Regions from separate parts of the Sus scrofa genome. Here region 1 is linked to region 2. The links are chromatin contacts, called in public Hi-C maps. All regions are on one chromosome and are shown on one strand. The core of a region is the stretch at or near the end of the contact, and the rest is flanking DNA. Distances in the headings are between cores, read along the strand shown.

Region 1 (6,172 bases), core at 1,770-4,269, 140 kb before region 2:
CCAGCTGAGGGCCCGGGTCAGCAGTAGCTGGAGGGAGATGTGGCAGAGGAGGCTTGTGGCTTCCTGTGAAGAACTGAAGAGCCACTTCCTTTAAGCAGATGGCTGTGGGGGAGGGGCAGAAGACTAGGGGGCATGGGCTTCCTGGCCCAGGGGGAGAGGCCCAGAGCAGCCTTCTATTTCCTTTCTCTCTGGGGTCTCCATGGAGCAGACAGGCAGAGTTACACCTTTCCCATGTGCTGTAAAGCTACAGAGAGGAGAGATTCGAGGCAGCTCATCTGTACAAGTAAAGAAATGAAGTCTTGGTTAGGAAGGAAGCAGGCCCAAAGGCACCTCCAGGTAGGTATGCAAAAACCTAGACCAGAGCTTCGCTCAAAGGCCTCCCCCCCCCTCCCCCCCCCCCCCGCCTTCCAATGACCTTCCTTCCTCACTCTGGGGTCTCTATTCAAATGTCGTCTACTCCAAGAAACCCTCCTTGACCGCTATTTCCTCATTCATCTCTACCATGGTGGGAATTACGGGGCCTCAAAACCTACCGGTACCTGTGTTTCACCCACAGAGATTACGATTTAACTGGTCTGGGGGGAGCCTGGGCTTTGGAAGTTAAAAAAAAAATTCCCCTGGAGTTCCCATCCTGGTGCTGTGGAAACGAATCCAACTAGGAACCATGAGGTTGCAGGTTCAATCCCTGGCCTTGCCCAGTGGGTTAAGGATCCCGGTGTTGCTGTGAGCTTTGGTGTAGGTCTCAGACGTGGCTGGGATCTGGTGTTGCTGTGGCTGTGGTGTAGGCTGGCAGCTGTAGCTCCAATTAGACCCCTAACCTGGGAACCTCTATATGCCTCAAGTGCGGCCCTAAAAAGAAAAAGAAAAAAAAAATCTCCTGGTGATTCTTTTATTTATTTATTTATTTATTTATTTATTTATTCTAATGTAAAGACAGACAAGTGTGGGAACACTGTGCTAACATATCATCCTGTTTTAATTTTCTGCATGAGACCGGTAAAGAAATGGAGCCTTGGTTGCTCCAAGAAGCAGACCCACACGCTCAGCCCCAAATACTCAAGTCCAGCTTCAGAACCCAGTCCCAAACACCCAGATCCAAGGTTTTATATGTATGAACTCATTTAATCCTATAATCCTCTTAAGTGTTATTAGGATCCTTGTTTTACAGAAAAGAAGTCAAGGCAGAGGGAAGTCAAATCACTTCCCCAAAGGCAAACAACTGGCAAGTGACAGGCCAGGATTCGAACCCAGTCCGTCTCACTAGGACACTGCCTGGCACCTAGAGAGGAATCTACAAAAAACTGGCCAATTGAGGAACTTAATTTTAAACTCCTTTGGCCTCATGCATCCTCCCTCACCACACTCAGTTGAGCAACCAGGCAGCCTGTAGATTCTATTTTCTAATTATTTCTTGAGTCTGTTCACGAGTTTCCACCCACATGTCCCCCCTTCTCACCATCTAACTCACTACCCTCAAGCCCAGAGGACATCTACAAGTTCCTCCTAATGGGTGCTTCAGTGTTCACTCTTTTTTTTTTTCATTTTTTTTATTACTCAAATGAATTTATCACATCTGTAGTTGTATAATGATCATAACAATCTGATTTCACAGGATTTCCATCCCACAGCCCAGGCACATCCCCCCAGTGTTCACTCTTGTCTATTCTCCACATACAGCCAGGAAGATATGAAAAAAAGTAGATCAAGTGACACTTCCCACCCCACAGGCTCAAACCACCCAGTGGCTGTCCATCACTTAGAATAAAATTCTACTTCCTTACTCTGGCCTTTGAGGTATTTAATAATCCCCTCCCCCAACTCTGTTCCAGCCATGCTGGCCTCTTTTCCCTTCCCAGAACCCTCCAAGTGCCTGCCAAGCTCAACGGCTTTCCACAAGCTCTTTCCTTTGCCTGGAACACTTTTGTTGCTTCAGGAGTCAGCTGGAATGTAACTTCTCCAGAGACCCGAGCCCCCACTCTAAATTAAACACTCCGTTATTCCAGCAGCCTGTACCTTATGTTCCTAGAATTGATCACGGTTGTAATAAAAGCATGATTGGTGTAAGCATTTGTTACTGTCAGACCTGCTCACTAGACTCCCAGCACAAGCACGGGGCTCATCGTTATTTATCTCCAGCACCCAGCGCAGCACCTGGCACACAGCAAGTGCCCAATAGCTTTGGTTGAGTGGAGAGACAGACAGATGGACAGCTGGGTGGACAGACAAATGGGTGGATGACCTGAATGAGTGAATGACTATATTTTAAAATTTAGAAAACTATGGAGTTCCCGTCTTGGCGCAGCGGAAATGAATCCAACTAGGGACCATGGGGTTGCGAGATCGATCCCTGACCTCGCTCAGTGGGTTAAGGATCCGGCCTTGCCATGATCTGTGGTGTAAGTCGCAGACACGGCTGGGATCTGGTGTTGCTGTGGCTCTGGCGCAGGCCGGTAGCAACATCTCCAATTAGACCCCTAGCCTGGGAACCTCCATATGCCGCGGGTGCGACCCTAAAAAGACAAAAAATAAAATAAAATTTAGAAAACTATTCACCTGGCTGTGCTTCTCAGGCCAGTTATAAAGTGCTCTATTCACCCGGGAGTTATTTTCACCCTTCGAAAGGCCCCACCCACTGGCCCTCAAAGGCCTTTCCCAGGCCGGGCCACTGGGCGGGGTTTCCGGGGCCGGATGCGTGACGTCACCAAAGTAGGTGTGCCCTGGATCAGCCTCTGCTTCCTGATTGGCGGGCGCCGGACAGCGGCCCCACTCTCTGCCGCTGCCGTCGGAGTAGAAGCCGTGGGAGCGAGGCTCGTGAACCTGACAAGGCGTCCTCGTGGACCGCGTCAAGGTGGTCCGCAGTCGTACCAGCTTCAGCTTGTCGGGGTCCCCGGGGGACATGTTCACTTAGCGCTGAGCGTTTGGCCTCGCTCTCGCTGTTCTGCTGGAAGATAGGACAGTGGAAGGGGCCTGCGCTGCGGCTGTACCGCTTTCCGCAGCGGGCTGGGTCGAGAACCGGTAACCAAACCTTGACGTGCTCACATAGGCGCGGCTATTTCGGGCCTCTGACCTCGGCGAGGAAAGTCCTAGAAACACAGCCCCACACTCCTTCTCACTCTTCTGGACACGCTTCACCTTTTCCCCCCACCCCAAACTCAGACCTCCAAAGAGCTATGGGGCGAGGAGTAGCCCTGGACTCCTATTGCCTCATTCAGACCCCATGCCAGCCCTGTAAAACAGGAGATGCTATTCCCATTTTACAGATGCACAAACTGGGGTTCCTGGATGAATGCTATTTACCCAAGGTCACACAGTGAGATAGTGGCCCCCAGGCCAAACTTCAAAGCCCAACGTCTTTCTTGTACCCCTCTTGTCTACCTGTCCTGCTACCAGGCCCCTTTTGCCTGAAGCATCTTGAGGTCCTGAAGGTCCCACGGCTCCTGTTCCACACAGCTGGATGCCACCCCACTGGGGCCTCAGCAGCTGTGCCTGGGCAGCAGCTAAGGGCTGGTTGTATGCTGGGAGTCACCTCTTTCTTCTGTGCTTGCTCACTCCCCCAAACTAGGGAGGACCCTAGACCAAAATTAGGCAGTGGCCAAGGAGCATTCTGGTAGCCACCAAGCCCCTGAAACTGGGCTGGGCCACTTATTTGCTGTATGACCTTGAGAGGCTTCCTTTCTCAGAACCTCAATTTATCATCTGTAAAGGGGGCATAATATCCTTCTGCAGGGCCCCGGTGTGCTGGAATTCAGGAAAGCTGCTCTTCTCTCCCTCTCAGGCCTCCTCACCCTTGAACCCTCTCACCTTGAGGAACGGAGCCCCCTCTCCAGGGTCCCTGTGATGTCAGAACTTCAGCAAAACCTGCACATAGCCTGGTCCTTGATGGGGATCACGTCCTGGGTTGGGCAGGCACCAGGTTGGAGGGGGCACAGCTTACCCAGCTTCAGCCCCTTTGGTCTCCATCTCTGCTGAGGAGCCGGCTGTCTCTACTATCTGTGGCCTTTGCAGAGCCATTCCCCAAGGGACCCTGCCTCTCCTGCCTCCTTCTATTGTCCTCCCCTCCCTTCTTCCTCCCACAAATGTTTATCCATGCCTACCCTGTGCATATGTTACTGAATAAGCCGGGAGGTCCTTGCAAAGGAGGAAATTGACAAGGAAACCAAGTTATAATTCATTCACCCATCCCCAATCCTGCTGCCCTCCCTGGTTCTGCCCTCCCCAGTGCAGTCTGCTCTCCACACTGCAGCTTGAGCCATCCTGATAAAAGGGAGGTCAGAACATGTCACTCTTATGCTCAGTCCCCTCCCACGACTCCCCATCCCAGAGGAAAAGCCAGCGTCCTTGCTGTGACCTGCAAGGCCTGCATGATCTACCTCATCGCCTCCCACTCTCCCCTCTGAGAGCTCCATTCTGGCTGCAGTGGCTGCCTTGCTGTTTTTCAACATGCCAAGCATGCTCCTGCTTCCAAGCTTTGCATTTGCCCTTGGTGCTGCTAGGAATGCTTCCTTAGATATCCAGGTGGCCTCTCTCCCCTCACTCAGGTGTCTCCACCTCATCCAAGGGCCTTCCCTTGCTGCCCATCTAAATACTACTTTCTATTTCCCTTCTGTCCTTTTATCTGCACTACCAATTGACATGTAATTATTTGCTTACTGTGTGTTCCCCTACAGAAGTATAAGTCCCATGAAATCTACAATTCCCCACCTCTCAGGGGAAAAATGGGGTAGGAGAGAAAAGAATGCCAGGAAACTATGAAAAAAGAAAAGGCATCACTAACCATACTACCATAGATAATAATATTTAAAGCCTCAATAATTTTTTTTTTTTTGTCTTTTTAGGGCCATACCCGTGGCATATGGAGGATCCCAGGCTAGGGGTCAAGTCAGAGCTAAAACTGCCAGCCTACACCACAGCCACAGCAACACCAGATCCTCAACCCACTGAGCAAGGCCAGGGATCGAACCTGTGACCTCATGGATACTAGTCAGATTTGTTTCCGCTGAGCCACAGTGGGAATTCCAAAGCCTCAATAATTAAACCAACTTGATTTGGGGAGTTCCCATTGTGGCTCAGTGGGTTAAGAAACTGACAAGTATCCATGAGGATGTGGGTTTGATCCCTGGCCTCAGTCAGTGGGCTAAGGATCCGGTGTTGCCATGAGTTGGACTTAGGTTGTAGATGCAGCTCGGATCCCACATTGCTGTGGCTGTGGTGTAGGCTGGCAGCTACAGCTCTGTTTCAGTTCCTAGCCCGGGGAACTTCCATATACCAGGGGTGTGGCCCTAAAAAGAAAAAAGAGGAGTTCCTGTCATGCCGCAGCAGAAATGAATCCGACTAGAAACCATGAGGTTGCGGGTTCGATCCCTAGCCTCGCTCGGTGGGTTAAGGGTCCAGTGTTGCCATGAGCTCTGGTGTAGATCTCAGACGAGGCTCGGATCTGGCGTTGCTGTGGCTATGTCACAGGCCGGCAGCTACAGACAGCTCCGATTCAGCCCCTATCCTGGGAACCTCCATAGGCTCCACAGGTGCAGCCCTAAAAAGAAAAAAGAAAAAAAAGAAAACAATTAATTTGGTGCAGGAAGAGACAAAGGAATGGGCTGGGCTAGGATGTTCAGAAATAGACAGGAGAATTTAGTATTTGATAAAGGTGGTCTCAAAGAAAAGAATGGACTCCAGTAAGTAGTGCTAGGACAACTAGGTAGCTAATTGTTTCACTGGGGGGAAAATGAGATCTCTTCCTCACATAAAGCATTAAGCTCCAAAGGGATCAAAGATTTAAATGCTAAAAAAATAAATAAATAAAAGCAATAAAGGAAAACATGGGAGAAACTATAATCTCATAGTGGAAAAAGACTATCTATACTCAAAAATAAAAAAGCCATTAGAAAATATTGATTAAAGTTACCTGTATTAAAATTTTAAAAATTTGCATGGAAAAATCATATAAGTCAATTTGTAAGATGAATGATAAACTAGAGAGATGAATAATACACTAGAGGAAGATATTTACAACTCAAATCACAGACAAAGGGTCATCTGTCTATAAAAAATTCCTGGAAATCCATTAAATCCATTAAAAGGACCAAAAATCTAGTATAAACAGGTATAAGGTATGAATTGACTGTTCCCAGAAAAGTAAATACAAATGGCCCTTCTTTTGGCTGCATGCTCAGCA
Region 2 (7,170 bases), core at 3,060-5,559:
CTTTTTAGGGCCGCCCCTGCAGCATATGGAGGTTCCCAGGCTAGGGGTCTAATCTGAGCTGTAGCCACCAGCCTACACCACAGCCACAGCCGAGCCACGTCTGCAACCTACACCACAGCGCACAGCAACACCGGATCCTTAACCCACTGAGTGAGGCCAGGGATCGAGCCCGGAACCTCATGGTTCCTAGTCTTGGATTCGTTTCCACTGTGCCAAGACGGGAACTCCAAGGGAGTTAAGCTCTTAACTCTACGTTCTGCTGTCTTTTACCACTAGTATAATTATAACTCGGTTCCATCACTTGGCTACCAAGCCCTCTGCCTCAGTCATCCATCTGAGGAATGGGATTTGATCAAGATGCTCTGAGTGCCCCCTGCTTGTAAAGCCAGGAAGAGGCAGAAATGTGATCCAAGCTGAAGGGAGGGCCCTCTGGAAGGAACTGGGGGACTGGAGCTTGACTCTGCCTCTTACCCTCTGTCCTGCAGCCCCAGGATAGCTGGGTAGGGCCCCGGGGAGCTGCTCAGAGAGAGGCCCCTTCTAGCCTGAGCTCACAACAACATCCTCCTTCCTGGCCTGTGGCCTGAGAAGGTGGCGCTTTCCTGGGGCCAAGGCCGAAGCAGCAGCAGCCCCCCTTCCTCCTCAAGGCTCAGCTGTGGGGCGGCTGCCCAAGCTCCCGCCTTTCCTACTCCCTGGCCAAGTTGCTGCTCTGTGGTCACCTGGACCCAATTTCCTCCTTCCTGCCTCCGCCCATCTCTGGGAAGCGCCCCTGGGCTGCCCTGCCAATTTCCAGAGGCTTCTCCCCAGGAAGCCATCTCTGTCTTCCCCCCACCCCCACCTCCAGGTCTCCTGCCCCTACTTGGAACATTCTAGCTCTCCCTTCAGCCCCACACGTAGAGAATCACTTGGACCATCAGGCCATTTTCCATTTGGTTCCTGGCTGAACATTGGGTCCCCCTGGCCAGACTGTGAGTTCCCTTTGCTAGAGCGGTTCTCACATCCTGTGCTTTCCTCTCCCCCCACAGTGCCTGGCAGGGAGGAGGCCAGAGCCAGAGCTGCCGGTGCTCCAGGAAATGAAACTTGGTGCTCAGAGGCCTGGAGCCAGCATCACTGGCTTTTGAAGCCAACCTCATTTTAAGTGAAGAAACCCAGAAGGCCCGGGAGGAAAGGGACTTGCCCAGGGTCACCCAGAGTCCAGGCCAGGACTCAAACCCAGGTCTTCTGACCAGGCTCTTGATGCCCTACGCGGATCAAATTTCTAATCCCCCAGGTCCATATTTTTAAGCAGGAAACCAAAATAATTCCTGACAATATATATATATATATATATATATATATTTTTGTTTTGTTTTGTTTTGTTTTGTTTTGTTTCACCCATGGCATGTGGAAGTTCCCAGGCCAGGGATTAAACCCATGCCACTGCAATGACCCAGGCCACAGCAGAGACAACACTGGATTCTTAACCCACTGAGACCAGGGAATTCCATCTGACAATGTATTGCCGGAACCTGGGGGTTTAATTCTGTCCAGATGCCATATCTGGAAAAGCCCTAAAGTGATTCTCCAACCTCCCTCCATCCTACCCCTCCCCGTGTTATAAACAAGCAAACTGAGACCCAGAAAGCAGAGGGACCTCTTCAAGGACACACTGAGCTGGAGTGAGAGCTGAGATTCATTCATTGAACAAAGTTTGCGTTTTTGTTTGTTTGTTTGTTTTTAGCATTTAAGAATGCTAAGCTTGGAGTTCTCGTTGTGGCTTATCAGGTTAAGAACTGACCAGTATCCATGAGGATATGGGTTCGATCCCCGGCCTCGCTCAGTAGGTTAAGGATTCAGCATTGCTTCAAGCTGTGGTGTGGGGCACAGATGTGGCTCAGATCTGGTGTTGCTATGGCTGTGGTGTAGGCCTGCAGTGGCATCCTAGCCTGGGAACTTCCATATGTCGAAGGTGCAGCCCTAAAAAGGAAAAAAAATGCCAAGCTCTGTGCTGGGTGCTGAGACTATAAGGGTAAAAAAAGACAGCCATTGTTGGAAGGGACATGAGGGGGCTCCTGGGTACAGAAAATGTTCAGGATCATAATGGCCTGCATCTTTTCTGTTTTGTTTTGTTTTTGTTTTTTAGGGCTGCACCCATGGGGGAATTCCCCGGCTAGGGGTCAAATCAGAGCTGCAGCCGCTGGCCTATGCCACAGCCACAGCAACTCAGGATGGAGGTCGCATCTGTGACCTATACCACAGGTCATGGCAATTCTGGATCCCAGACCCACTGAGCTAAGCCAGGGGTCAAACCCACATCCTCATGGACACCAGTCGGATTCGATTCTGCTGCGCCACAACAGAAACTCCATTTTTTTTTTTCCGGCTGTCCCACAATACATGGAGTTTCTAGGCCAGAGATCATATCTGAGCCACAGTTGCAGCAACGCCAGAGCCTTAATCCACTGTGCCAGGCCAGGGATCAAACCTGCGTTCCATCGCTCCAGAGACACCACCAGTCCATTGCACCACAGCAGGAACTCCTATAATGGTCTACATCTTGATCTGGGTACCAGTTACAGGAGTGTTCAGTTTGGGAAAATTCATCAAGTTGTGTATATGTGTGTGTGTGTGTGTGTGTCTGTCTGTCTGTCTATCTATCTATCTATCTATCTATCTATTTATCTATCTATCTATCTTAATGGCCTCACCTTGCAGCATATGGAAGTTCCTGGGCCAGAGCCTGAATCTGAGCTACAGCTGTGACCTACACTGCAACTGTGGCAATGCCAGATTCTTTAACCTATTGCACTGGGCTGTGGATTAAACCTGTGCCTCCACAGCAACCCAAGCTGCCAAGGTTGAATTCTTAACCCACTGCACCACAGTGGGAACTCCTGAATTTTTTTTTTTTTTTTTTTTTTTGGCCATGCCCGTGGCACATGGAAATTCCTGGGCCAGGGATCAAATCCCCACCATAGCAGTGACCTGAGCCATTGCATTGACAACACTGAACCCTTAACCTGCTGTGCCACAAGGGAACTCCCACAAGTTGTATATTTTGATATGTTCAGTTTTCTGAATGTATATTTTATTTTTTTAATTTTTAATGGCTGCACCCACAGCATATTGAATATATATATATATATATATATATATATATATATATATACTTTTTTTTTCTTTTTATGGCAGCACCTTCAGCATATGGAAGTTCCCAAGCTAGGAGTTAAATCTGAGCTGTAGCTGCAGGCCTACACCACAGTCATAGCAACACTGGATCTGAGCCACATCTGTGATCTACACCACAGGATGCAGCAACAGTGGATCCTTGACCAGTGGAACCAGGCCAGAGATTGAAAACACATCCTTAGGAAGATTACATTGAGCCACAATGGAACCCCTTTAATGTATATCTTAGTACAAAGTTTCTTAAGAGACGGTCACAAGCTTTGAGCTTAGAGAGCTGCAATGTACAAGATGAGGTGTTAAACAACAAATTACACAAATCATTGTGGTTTTTTTTTGTCTTTTTGTCTTTTCTAGGGCCGCACCCGAGGCATGTGGAGGTTTCCAGGCTAGGGGTCTAATCGGAGCTACAGATGCCAGCCTACACCACAGCCACGGCAACGTGGGATCTGACCCACGTCTGCGATCTACACTACAACTCATGGCAATGCCAGATCCTTAACCCACTGATTGAGGCCAGGGATTGAACCCGCAATCTCATGGTTCCTAGTCGCACTTGTTAACCACTGAGCCACGACAGGAACTCCTACAAATCATTGTTTAATGACAATTGTGACAAGTTCTACAATAAAGTAGAGGGTGCTATGGGCTGTGGGGTGGGAAGAACTGATCCAGTCTGGGAACAATCAAGGAGGGCTTCTCCAAGGAGGTGAGGGATAAGCTGAACTGTCAAGAATAGGTAGGAATTTGAGAGAGAATGAGTCTCAACCCCTCCCTGACAATGCACAAAAATTAATCCAAGATGAATCATGGACCTAAACTGTGAAAGCTAACACTATAAACTTCTAGAAGAAAACATATGGGATTATGTTCATGATCTTGGGATAGGTGAAAAATTCTTGGGCATCAAAAGCACTCTACATAAAACAAAATTATCAGGGGATGAGAAAAAAGCATTCAAGACAGAGCAAACAGTATGTGTGAAGGCCCAGAGGGAGGAAGAGACAGTCTTGTTCTGGAAGAGCCGAGAAAAGGCCAGAAGTTGAGGAAGCAGTGAGAGAGGGAAGTGAAAGTCCAGAGGAGGCAGGGGCCAGATGGCCCAGGGCTTTAAGGGTTGGGTTAGGAGTTGGGACTTTATCCTGAGGGCACTAGGCAGGGAGCAAAGGGTGTCACATAAGGGGAGTGGCAGGAGCAGCAATTGAAGCAACAATCGGGGATAATGTGACCTTAGCCTGGGTTTGCAAAGAGTATTACCTTCTTGGATGTGCCCAGGATTGCAAGGGGTTGCCTACGCAGAAAGGAGAAGAGAAGGAAACACTCCCCTTTCTCCCTGTTCAGCAACCAGACAAGGCCAGGCTTGGATTCTGCTTCCTTGCAAATCAAGATGTAGTTTTATAACCTGAAAAGTCACTTAATCCAGGTGCCAGGATGAGGTGGGGCATGGCAGGCGGGGACTTGGGCTGTGAGGTCCTGTCCTGCCAGCCTCAGCCCTGGTCTTGGAGGAGCTGGAGTCTGCCAGCTCCTACCCACCCACGCCCCAGCTGCTGTTACAGCCCCACCTCACCCCTGCTCAGCACCTGGACCTCCTCTCACCTTCTCTCTCCCTCCAGGATGAGTCCCAGCTGGGAAGAAAGAGCCCAGAAGTCAGGAGTTTCTTCCACCCACTGCCCCTCCCAACACACACGTACCAACATACCCTGCGCCAGAGCTGGAATGGGACTGGGGCAACTAGGTCCCAGCATCACTCAGGCCTCCTTCCTGCAAGGGGCTCAAGAAAGGCAGTGAAAGTGGCGCCTCTATTCACTTCTACCAACTTTTTTTTTTTTTTTTTTTTTTTAAGGGCCTAACTCATGGCATACATGGCATATGGAGGCTCCCAGGCTAGGGGTCGAATCGGGGCTGTAGCTGCAAGCCTATACCACAGCCACAGCAACGCAGGATCCAAGATGCATCTGTGACCCACACCACAGCTCAGGGCAATGCTGGATCCTTAACCCACTGCACGAGGACAAGGTTTGAACCCAAACCCTCATGGATACTAGTCGGGTTTGTTACCACTGAGCCACAACAGGAACTCCCACTTCTACCAACATTTTTGAGCACCTGCTGCATGCCAGGCACTGGGTTACAGTTAAGAAGGTATTGTTCCGGCTCTCCCTGGGAATTCTCGGGGTAATGGGGGAAAGAGCGCAAGGACACCATTACAAGTGCTGTATAGAGGTGCAAAGTGCAAGTGAGTCTGGAAAGTGAGACTGATTTCACTTGGGGAACAGAGTGTGAACATCAAGAAAAATTTCCTCCAAGAGGTGACATATGAGCTGGGTCATAAGGAGTAGTAAGACTGACAGTAAGAAATGCTCTTTGTAGCAAAGGACAGTATAAGAATTACAGGAACTTGGGAGCGTCAGGTGCTGTGCTCAGCACCGTATGGATTCATTTAATCCCTACAATGATTCTAAGAAGAAGTATGACAATGATGCCCATTTTCCCAGATGTGGTAACTGAGGCTTAGAGAAGGAAATTGATTTATCTACAAACTTCCACATCTGGTAAGTGGCAAAATTCAGACTTGAACCCGGGACTGTCTGCTTGCATGATCTTAACATCTACTCATGGAGTGGCTTAGGCAAAGGACATGTGGAAGAGAGAAGTAGGAGGTGAGATTGGAGGGGTGGAGGCAGGGGTCCAGTAGTAGAAAACTTGGTGAAGAGTTTGGGCTTTATCCAAAGAGCAATGGGGAGCCATGGAAGGTTCATTAGTGAGGGAAGGGGTAAAGAGGGATGGCACCCACAATTAGCTTTCTGTTTTTAGAGGCTCACTTTAAAGGAGGAGAAATTAGAGACAGAGAAACCTGCACGAAAATCCAAGAAAAAGATGGGGGTTGAAGGATGGAGAAAGGAGGGAGCGCTGGGAGACGTGAAGCAGAGCCTGGGGACTGAATGGCTCTGGCAGATGAAGTGGAGGGAGGAATCAAAGATGATGTCCCAGGCTTTGGCTTGTATGTTCCAGAAAGAAGCCCAAGAATCCATCTTTAACACTGTATTGCGCTCCCCCTCCCCTCACCATGGCTCAGCTCCACACATGGCACCTGCGAAACGCACTCCGGGATGGTGCTTTGGTCTTCTGCAGATACTCAGTGTATCCATCACCTGTTTGTGCCCTCATTCACCCAATATTTACGAGCACTTATTGTAGGCCAGATGTTCTGGAAGCTGGGATGGACAAGGAACAAGCAGAACCTGTCTTATCAGTGAGGTAATGATTCCAGCTTGGGGTCTGGATCTGAATCCTGGTTCAGCGACTTCTTTATGCTGAGTCCTGGCTCAGCCTCCAACTTGGCGTGACTTCAGGTGAGTTACCGAATCTCTCGCTGTCTCAGTTTCCTCATCTGTAAAATGGGAAAATGAACAGTACCTGCCACAGAGATTCAACGGTTTATCTATGGAAAGTCTCTGGCACTGGGTAAGCATTTTAGGTCAGCTATTATTATTGCAGAGTTCACATTCTAGTGGGGAGACAGAACCAATTACACAATTAATTATTTAATTACAACAGTGATAAACACTTTGAAGGAGCAGCACAGTCTGGAAGTTGAAAGTGAGGGGGGGCTCCCCAGAGCAAGGGATGGTCCTGCTGAGCTGAGCTGAGTGAGCTGAGGCTGGCCAGGTGAAGCAGGAGGGGGGAGAGGGCCATTTAAGGTGGAGGGGTCTCTGAGTAGGTCGACCCTCAGGCAGAAGGAGGTGCTGAAAGGTTTGTATTTCTGTAATTTTTTTGTTTTTTTAGGGCTGCACCCAAGGCATATGGAAGTTCCCAGGCTAGGGCTCAAATCAGAGCTACAACTTCTGGCCTACACCACGGCCACAGCAACACCAGATCCTTAACCCACTGAGCAGGGCCAGGGATTGAACCTGCCTCCTCATGGTTTGTTACCGCTGAGCCGCAAGGGGAACTCCTGTATTTCTGTAATTTTACCTCTTTGGAACCTCCAAACAGTGCTGAAAAAGAGAT

Evidence for each region. A called contact is a pair of places that touch in the nucleus more often than the background predicts.
Region 1: a Hi-C map of liver shows a contact between it and region 2, with 1.6 times the contacts expected there. The contact joins two enhancer-like sites. A contact is called at or near these places in 1 of 47 Hi-C or Micro-C datasets (liver) and 2 of 2 datasets of contacts at active chromatin or transcription factors (alveolar macrophages and skeletal muscle).

Annotation. Positions count from the first base shown.
Region 1 is chr6:84,842,123-84,848,294 of Sscrofa11.1, reverse strand. No RefSeq gene overlaps it. Among named protein-coding and RNA genes, the nearest start is that of IFI6, 13 kb to the left of the region's middle. Within about 2 kb of position 3,019, at least 61 of the 83 cell types and tissues checked have an H3K27ac peak or open chromatin away from gene starts, as enhancers often do. A contact at or near this core is called in alveolar macrophages and liver, where this site is marked.
Region 2 is chr6:84,707,315-84,714,484 of Sscrofa11.1, reverse strand. LOC102165025 (a long non-coding RNA gene) reads right to left here. Exons shown (of 2, transcript XR_298616.3): 2 at 6,689-7,170. Among named protein-coding and RNA genes, the nearest start is that of WASF2, 13 kb to the right of the region's middle. Within about 2 kb of position 4,309, at least 15 of the 83 cell types and tissues checked have an H3K27ac peak or open chromatin away from gene starts, as enhancers often do. A contact at or near this core is called in alveolar macrophages and liver, where this site is marked.